Linked DNA regions of Zea mays: regions 2 and 3 are each linked to region 1. The links are chromatin contacts, called in public Hi-C maps. All regions are on one chromosome and are shown on one strand. The core of a region is the stretch at or near the end of the contact, and the rest is flanking DNA. Distances in the headings are between cores, read along the strand shown. Region 1 holds the start of LOC100286133. Region 2 holds the start of LOC100382467. Region 3 holds the start of LOC100280950.

Region 1 (3,179 bases), core at 330-2,829:
AGTCATGCTTGTCTCAAAAGAATATTTCCCCTGCCACGTAGTGGGCGGGGTCCGCGCGGCGGCTGAGGCCGCAGGAGCCGCCAGCAGCAACACGGCGACGGGATCCACGATCTAGGAAGATTCCTGTAGGCCTGCCAGGCCACCAGAAGGAGAGGTGCGTCGCGTGAGCATGCGTGCATTTCCGCGGACCCAAAAGGCCAAAAGCGAAAGCCGCCTCCACCAACCGCGCGCCACCTGGTATCTCTCGTCCGTGCGCTTGTGTAAAATTGGACGCAAAGTTAAAAAGACGCTCCCTGACAGTAGGACCGACGCGCTTGGGGGCCCCAAAGATCGTGTGCACGAGTAGGTTTTTGTTCTGTATCAGCCACAGGGGAAAAGGCGTAAAAGTGGTCGTCACCATGGCTATATATGGGTCCAAAAAGGGACAGCACGGAAATGGAAATCAGCGGAGTGAGGACTCCTGGATTTCTGATTCGGTCCTAGGCGTTTCCGAAAATCCATTTTGAGACAAAGGTTTTGTTTGGTTAAAAAAAATCCCCATATTATCAACGAGATTCTGATTATAAATGCAGTGCTTATGGACCAAGGTTTTTTTATCCGCGAACTGTTTGATTCAAAATTCTCATATTAACTGCATTGTGGACCGATGTTATTTTATCTATGGAACTCTAGAACACGAGACCTTTGATGAACTGTAATAGTGATGAGAAATCACCAAAGGTAGTAGTCTCAGGCCATGTTGGTTACGTGTGTGAATTCTCGTGATCGTAAAAATTTTATCTACTAAAAACTCAAACACCCCGGTTTCTCTATCTTGGATAATGTGTTGCGAGATATAGTCTTAGTTATCAACCTATTGTTGAATTTTCTTAGGTAATACGCACTGTCCAGATTCTAAAAATCTGTTGGTTCCCGCACATGGCCTAAGACAGTGACGCATTGGAGTGTACTACATACATTACGGAATATTTAGTGAGGACAATCGATAGCGTCGTTATGTCATCCAAGCGAATAAAGTTATACATGTACTTTGTCGTTATATAGTTTCTTTCTAGCAACTATTAGGGCAATATGCATGCGTTGTCCCAAAGGGAAAAAACATGCACTCAACTACGTCGGGAAGTTTATTGCGCGTTTTCTTTGCCTTGCTATTTGTTACACCTTGGATAATTCGTGGACCTATACTAGGACATGCAATTTCTAGATGATAATGTTAACAACGAAGGTCGTCGATGTCGCACGAGACACCACGATTAAATGGCCGTTGGAAAATTAGAGAACATGTGCATCAAATAAGAAATTTGAAAGAAAAGGAGCCACAATTTGCCAAATACTCATGGCAGCAAAGCATGGATGCCGTGTCCGGTGTGCCACTAAACGAATGTCAAGGGATCAAAGTATCAAACATCAATTCATGATTGTACCTTCTTTTGACATTCAAACACTTGTCTAGTGACGAGTTTACGGCCAACAACTAACAGGGGTATCGGTGCAATTTGCCTGTTTCCCCTGGTGCATGCCTAGAAGTCTGCAAAGTATTCCAACATATAAATACCGCCAAGCTCCCGGCCAAGCTCCCAAATTCCATTCTGGTCCCTTCCTTGCCTTCTCCGCCTCCGCATCCATCCGGTCTCCAGTTGTCTCCTCCCGCCTCCTTCCGGTCCCCTCCCGGCGCAGCCTCTCCCGCCCCCTCCAGCCAAGCGGACCCTAGGCGGAGCCACCTTCCACGCTTCCCGAAGCTCGCCCGTGAGGGGAGGCCAGGATGGCAGCGACGTCGGCGCCGCCCGCGAGCGCCCACGCCAACGGCAACGGCTCCCTCGTGGGGGTGGCGGCGCCGGTGGGAGCGCCCACCAACCCCATGGCGACGGCTCTGCTCACCGACCAGTACCAGTTCTCCATGGCCTACGCGTACTGGAAGGCCGGGAAGCACGCCGACCGTGCCGTGTGAGCGCCCTCTCCCCTGTCCGCTTTGTTGGTGTGCCTGTGTGTGACTTGTTTCAGCCAGCGGTGCCGGCTGGATTGGATTTGATCGGGAGGTGGTGATCTGGCGTGAGGGTGGTGACCGGGACGGTTTATCCGTGCGGGTTAGGTTTTGAGGGATGGGGCTTTCAGGGCCATGTATTGGAGCTCGGCCCCTCCCTGCTGCAAATTGCAATTCCCTTGTTTCTGTTCTGTAGCTAATGCGGTGCTCTCGTTTTCGGTTCTGATCAATGTGCTGGGAGCGTTTGTTCTCGAAGGATCGGTTGTTTGGTATTGCTGGTTTTTCCTTATTACTTCCCCACCGTTGTGGGTTACGACGGCGCGGTTTTTTACATCGTGGATCATTGATTGTTCAGAGTATTTTATTTATTTTCGACTCGGTGCTCTGGTTTTGGTTTGAGAACGCTTTTCTTGTGTAGTTAAATTTTTCTCTTGTTGCAGCTGTGATATTTCAAGCAACGCTTCGTCTTGACATCTACTGTTCGTCCTTTTGTGTTTCTGTGTTAGTACATTTGCTGCATGTCAATATGGCTATGTAAAAACTAAGCAAGTGGGACGTCACCTTTAGTATTTTCATTCATATATTAGTATATATCTTCTTGTTCTTGTTCTGTGTTCAAAATGGACTTTCATTTTCATTGCTCAACTTTGTATTTCTTCGGTAATCCCTTCCATTGTGCAATTTGAATTGCTCCTTTCGATGTTGGTACTACCAGTTTTTATTTGTTTGGAGTGGACGATGCATTCATTTGGAATTGCCGTGTTCTTGTTAGGGGTATATTCTGCATTTGGTGTTAGTTTATCCTAATTTGGGTCTAGGAGCCAATTTTGTCCCCTAATTTCCTAATTGTATGTCTTGAATAATTTTCGCACATGACATAAGCAGTGTTTTTTAAATGTTATGTAATTCAGAGGGTACGTGGACATTTGAATGAAGACAAACAGATGAATGACATTTACTACTTGAGTAAACAAACAAGACAATCAATTCATACCTGGATTTTATATTAATGCTTTGGCCATCCAAGGATTCAAATGTGTCAAACGTATGCAAGAAAGCAACTTTGACTTAAAATAGTTGTGGAATGCTCCTTTTTCTTTAGGAAAAAAACAAGGTGATTCCATCATATGTGTGCTGGCTGCTAGTTCAGGAACAGAGTTTTTATGGGGAAAAGCTATAATTGTGTCATTCAAAGAAT
Region 2 (3,179 bases), core at 239-2,738, 230 kb after region 1:
CCTTTCATGCACTTCGGCCATAGCTAAGATAGCATCATCTGGACACAAGCATTTAAGTAGGACATCGTCAACAGTTTGGCGATAAAGTTTATTATCAATTAATATATATTTGAAAGTTGTACGTCAAACATTACTGTCTATCCTAACACTCGAATTACGTAGGTAATTAATTATAGGCGTCCTACAATCAATTGCATCGGCTATATTGTTAGCCGAATTGATTAAGGAGACATCCCTGGTACCGTCGAACAGTCCGGACTCCTTGCTCGGACGGTCCGCGACATGGGAATTTGGCGCAGCCGGTTATGAGACTTTCAGAATTGTGAAATCTCCCTCGCTTTATTCAATAACCTGATGTATCTTGCGTCAAATTATTAGCTCTGCAATTCTCAGCTCTGGATATATGTCGAATATCGAATTCATCAAAAGAACGGATTATGACTATTTAAAGTGTCATCTGAACATTGATATTTCTCTAAAATTTACTGGACAACTAACTGAGAATCCCCAAATGCCCTCACATGTTTTACAGGAGCTTAGCTCGCCACTTAACAGAGCCGCCACGAGCCAAATCAAACTTAGCTTGGTTCATTTCCACACCTATATCGAAGTTTGCAAGAATGATTTCTCCTTTTCTCTTATCGCGTGGTTGACTTTATTAGACTATCTCTAACAACTTATCCATCCTATCATATCTCTTATTTTAAATTTCATTCTATAAACGATATTTTGTATGACTGTATACATGATCGGCTGGAAACAACCTTAGGAGTTGAGAAATGGGATTAGAGGATTGGTAGAGCTTCCAAATTAGTTAAACTATATTTTTTAGAGTGGGGATTGGAAGTGGGTCGAGATGTTTTTGGGTCGTTTGTTTCAGCTTCTCGTTGTATTTCAGCTTTCGGGCCATTTAAAAGTGAAAAACTATGGAAAACTAAGAATCAAAAGCTAACTAGGATGAACTTTTAGGCTTTTGGGTTTTGGCTTATGGGATTGTTTGGATTATAAAAAGTCCAAAAGCTAGTGGCCATAAGCTAAAAACAAGGGAACCCAATTGAGAAACTAGGAACAATTGGATGTTTGATCTGCAATCGTTCGAGTGTTAGCCTAAAAATCAGTGTGTTACACTTTTTAAGATCTTGTTCGATTATTCTTATAATTCATAGATTGAAAGAGATTGAAAAATATTATAATTTTTTTTAACTTGCTCAATCCATATAGATTACAATGAAACTGAACAAGCCCTAAACGTGTGCAACCTAACCCTGATCCGAATCGCAATCTGCACACAGATGATCCATTCTCTACTGACAAACCGACCAAAGCAGTCTCTGGCCCACCTGTCTGTCTCCCAACAACCACATCCACTGTCGCGATAAGAGAACACGTGTGACCCCAAAGCTCGCCCCAACCGCAACGACCGACCAGAAAAAAAGCAGAAAGGAAACAAACTTCTTGACTACTACGAAACATCGAACTGTTCTCACAGATCACTCTCAAACTTTTTCCCATTTTCTCTCAAAAAGAAGAAACAGCGAAATTTGTAATTCTCAGTGACGCCAACCCTGACTCCGTTTGACGCGGCTCCGATGGTCACCGCCGGCGACCTCGCCGCTGCCGCCAACTCCTGAGACCTCGTCGCGCCTAGGCCCTAGGGTTCGATTCGCACGCCCTCAGTTTATTTTGTCCATTCCTCGTCTCCGATTTTGTTTGCTTGACTTGCTCTCGCCGCATCTGATTCCGCCACCGCTCGGGATTCGGGAATGGATTGGGCGCACCAGCAGGGCGTGAGCTTGCCTCCGCCGCGATCCGGGTACCAGTCCTCGAGGATGCAGTACCAGCACGCTGGCAGTCGAAGCCGCATGCCGCCATTCGCGCGCGGCGGCGGCGCCTACAGCCGCGGACGGAAGCAGTTCTACCCGCCGTCTCCCCTCCCGTCGGCGGCGCTGTCTCTGCCGCTGCAGAACAAGTATGAGGTGCTCATGGAGGCAGGCCGCCTCGCTGCCGAGTACCTGTTGGCGAAGGGCGTGCTCCCACCGGGCTCCCTGCAGCAACGCAGCGGGACAGTCGTCCCTGGAGGGTGGGGCCAGCTTCCTCCTCCGCCTCCGCTTTCCGTGACTTTGGAAGCCCAAGCTTACCACGGGGCCAGGAATGGCCGGCGGCAGGTCGATGATGAGTGTGGTATTCGTAATGCCAGCTCGCGGCGGAACCGTGGTGGTGACTACAGTAGCAGCAACAGTAGTAACTACAATAGAAGGGGGAAAAGGAAATTTGGGGCTGACAATAGGTATTCAGATTGGGCAAAGGATAGGGGGAGGAACAGGCGGTATTCTGATATCCGGAGTTATGATGACGATGATGACAATGGGGCTCCTGGGTTCAAACGGGAGCGCCGAAGCAGTGGTGGGATTGACGAGGTTGGCAGTAGGGTGTCAGGGGTGGCTGGGGAGGGACCATCATCGAAGGTGGAGGCGATGGGGGAGTCGGAGCTGGAGGATACTGGGTCAAAGGCTAGTTCTAACAGCAATGTCCAGCAGAAAGCTGATGCTTCGCAAGAGGCGAAGGATGAAAATGAGGCAAGCAAAATGCAGGAGAATAGTGTGGTGTCTAATTCAGATGTAGTCGAGCAAGCTTTGAATGGTGAAGATAATAGCAACAATGATTCTTCTGATGGTGTTCAAGAGTTAGAGACAAAACATTTGCCAGTATCCTCAGGTGAAAAGGTCTCAGATGGGAGGCCTGAAGATAGTGGTGTTCTGAATGGCAAGGTTGAAGATGGCAGTACTTCGCATGAGAAGGCTGAAGATGATACAACGTCAGAAGAGGTCTCCATTATGGAGAACAATTTGCCTAATGATGTTGGAAATTTGCTAAATTATTGTAATTTTGCAAGAGTTCCAACAAGACCACGATCAGTGCTTGCAAACAGGAATGTTGAACCAGCTCAAAAAGAAATTGATGTGTCCGAACTGGTCAATCCAGTTACTCCTGAAGAAATGTCCCAGATGGCAATTGATAGAGAAGCTAACACCAATTCCATAACTAATATTGAGGAAAACAGTAAAGACGAGCTCGTTGGTCAAGACCAAGAACGTGCTGAAGAAATTAATATCTGCAATCAAGTGGCGGAATCAATGGCATTCCATGAAAAGGAAACACAAGGTGAAACTGAGGAAATG
Region 3 (3,179 bases), core at 200-2,699, 180 kb before region 1:
ATCCCCATGAAATGAGCCACATCAGCAACGCTAATTGTCGAATATGCAGAAGTCAACAGTTTGAATATCCTTTGTCTGTAGCTCTCTGCATTACAACAAAGACCAGATATTCACCTCAAATCCTTAACTAGTTAAGCTCACGTTATTAAAAAACAAGCATTGATCAGTTTCCAAACAATCAAGCTAGAAAAACAAAACCATTTGCCATGTCAAAACACTGGAAATCATACTTTCCTTACAGAAAACACGAGGAAGAATATCATTAAATCATTAAATGTCTCAATTTTGTTTTTAATAAATTCTGCCATAGTCACTAAATTAAGAGGCACCCTTACAGTTTTACAATTTTTGAACAGAAGATGCAGAGATGACAGTCATAACTTCTTCACAACATACTATGTCAAAGGGTACATTCTACGCCAGCATTTGTCATGTTATGGTATGATATCAATATAGCACAACAAGTACCCGATTTGTTGGCATGAAAAATACTATCTTACTGAAACACAAAGCACTAGGGCCAGTTGATACCTTGGAGAACAAATTTGACAGAATGAATCAGAGTATCATAGAACAGCCATGAAGCTCCCCTGCGAACTTCTCCATCAGCATTTTCACAGAGGATATATGATTCTCAGTGCAGACCAACTCTATAGATAGATTCTCCCACTACAAATCCATGGTGACAATATGTTCAACAGCCTCTACCCACCCATGCCACTACCAAATCTCTATGAAAGCAAACAATTCAAGTTTAGCTTCGCTACTTTGCACATAATCATAGGAATGTTCTATGCCATTCATAACAACAAAAGCAAGCCCTATACCTAGGAAGGCAGTGATGAATTCAGTGAGGTCAGGGCCCCACTCGAACCCCTGTGCGGCCGTGTTGACACCAGCATAGTCTCTGTTCCAGAGGCACTGACCAATCCTCCAGACCGCGGCGAGCTCCGGCCGCGTGTCCTTCACCTCCTGCGGCAGCGATTTCCAGAAGAACCGCGCGCTGTTCCTGCTCACTCCCAAGTCACAACAACACCAAGGCATCAAAAGGATGGGGAAAAAACGAGGGCAAGGGCGGCGGATCGCATACAGGTCATTGATGTAGAGGTGGGCCAGGAGGTGGACAGAGTAGGGCCATTCGTCGGTATTGGTTCCCTTGGACGCGGCCTGCGAGATCAATCGCGTGAGACGGAGCGCTAACCCTTGTGCGGATGTGGGGTGCGATTGGGAGAGAGGCAAGAAGGGTACCTGTAGGAGGAGCTCGTCGCAGAGGGAGGCGACGGCGGTGTAGGACTTGTCGGAGAGGGCGGCCTGGACGGCGGAGAGGTCCATTGGCAGCGAAGGAGGGAAATTGGCTATGGGGTACGAGTAGGACGGGGAGGAGAGAGGGTTTTGGAACTAGGACTTGTGGCCTGGTGGGGAATTCGGAGCAGTCCCCTTTGCGGGCAACGACTCTTATGTAAGCAGTCTTTCTATTTAAACATGCAATTAAACCATCTAATCTATTAGATTGTGATTTAATTGTAGGTCACATTTAACACTTAAACTCTTCCACCAATAGCTCAATAATTTTTATAAAAAAACTCTAACAAACTATGGTTGTATCTGTGGTTGGATCGTAATCTAATGTATCAGATGGTTTGTTTGCACGCTTGCACAGAAGGACTGCTTGCATAGCTGTTGTTGTTCTCCAAACGCTATACTTAGTATTAGATGTCGTTTTAGACATTATTTCACATATACCAAGTAATAAGTAATGGAGAGATAAATTTCCAGTCACACCCATATTAAATAGGGTCCAACGTTCTCTTTTGTATGCACGTAGCCAGCCATGATAAAGAAGACACGGTAAAACTGGACAATACTACTTTTATATCGTAGAATGACATATTTTATTACACTACACTTATTCATACAGAATGACATCTAATACTACATCGTAGGGAGTATATATAAAAAACATCTATATACAACCAATTGTATTTAAATCTTACATCTTATTCATTAGAACCTCTCAAAATATGACTTATTTATGTAGATTGTATGGCTAGGACCGTATCTAAACTCAGAGAACCGTGCTAGAGACGTTCCTTCACTAAGATATCGTCTCTTGTGTTTTTCTCCACTTACCCCTTTAATACCTTTTAAGATACGGAACATTTATGTGGGTTGCACATGCCCTTAGAAACTCTTCCTTTCTTTAAAGAAAAAATTTCCTCCTTAGTCCTATAATCAAAAACAAATACTTTCTCCGTTATTTTTTATTTGACATGGTTTAGTTAAAAATCTAATACTTAAAATGGAAGTAATAATTAATTAAGAGAAAAAAATTGAACGTCGTAGCCACAACCAAAACATTGAGTTAAGTGCTATGATCAGCAGAATTTGTAAGGAATCCACTGAGTCCAGGGTATCCAGCCCAAATATTGAGTGGGGCCCAAATATAAGTGAAGGCCTAAATAAAGTGTTGTTAACAAATAAACCTTTGTAACTGTAGTAAATAAGGTAAAAAGTCCACTAAACCAAAAAATTTAAGTGGGAGCTTGTGTCTCCCACTCGGCCAACGTCGGTCCGCACCCCTGCACGAATCGGTAGATGAGAAAATGCTTGAATGAAATATCTAATCCAAAAAATAGTTATTTTAGTGGAATGTGAAAGTCGCCTAGAGGGGGGTGAATAGGGCGAATCTGAAATTTACAAACTTAAGCACAACTACAAGCCGGGGTTAGAGTTAGAAATAGAAACGAGTCCGAAAGAGAGGGAAAACAAATCAACAAAGAAATAAAGCGGATGAACACGGTGATTTGTTTTACCGAGATTCGGTTCTTACAAACCTACTCCCCGTTGAGGTGGTCACAAAGACCGGGTCTCTTTCAACCCTTTCCCTCTCTCAAACGGTCACCTAGACTGTTGGGGACTTGTTCTCAAATGCTATGAATTAAGAACAAGGCAACATAAAATGTTAAATGTTAACGTCCTTCGTCCATGAAACAATATTCCCATGAGGATAATGAATCATGGACGAAGGTTGACGAGAACATAATTACGAAGGTTAAATCTTCGTAATTAAATTCTAATAGATGATATAAGATAACATAAAATAAAGGGTATTAAGAGATAAATGAATTATAAACGAGTTAAATTAAATTTTTTTTAATATATTGAATTACTGAATACAA

The links. A called contact is a pair of places that touch in the nucleus more often than the background predicts.
Region 2: a Hi-C map of leaf shows a contact between it and region 1, with 2.4 times the contacts expected there. The contact joins the promoter of LOC100382467 here to the promoter of LOC100286133 in region 1. A contact is called at or near these places in 3 of 25 Hi-C or Micro-C datasets (ear, leaf and tassel).
Region 3: a Hi-C map of tassel shows a contact between it and region 1, with 6 times the contacts expected there. The contact joins the promoter of LOC100280950 here to the promoter of LOC100286133 in region 1. A contact is called at or near these places in 8 of 25 Hi-C or Micro-C datasets (bundle sheath, ear, endosperm and 3 more) and 2 of 3 datasets of contacts at active chromatin or transcription factors (leaf and seedling).

The regions. Positions count from the first base shown.
Region 1 is chr10:119,370,916-119,374,094 of Zm-B73-REFERENCE-NAM-5.0, forward strand. It overlaps LOC100286133, which reads left to right and starts at 1,580. Exons shown (of 15, transcript NM_001159021.3): 1 at 1,580-1,944. The coding sequence starts at 1,763.
Region 2 is chr10:119,596,624-119,599,802 of Zm-B73-REFERENCE-NAM-5.0, forward strand. It overlaps LOC100382467, which reads left to right and starts at 1,489. Exons shown (of 5, transcript NM_001175207.1): 1 at 1,489-1,656; 2 at 1,785-3,179. The coding sequence starts at 1,830.
Region 3 is chr10:119,193,069-119,196,247 of Zm-B73-REFERENCE-NAM-5.0, forward strand. LOC100280950 reads right to left here and starts at 1,450. Exons shown (of 5, transcript NM_001153870.2): 1 at 1,249-1,450; 2 at 1,091-1,167; 3 at 828-1,009; 4 at 1-85. The coding sequence starts at 1,332.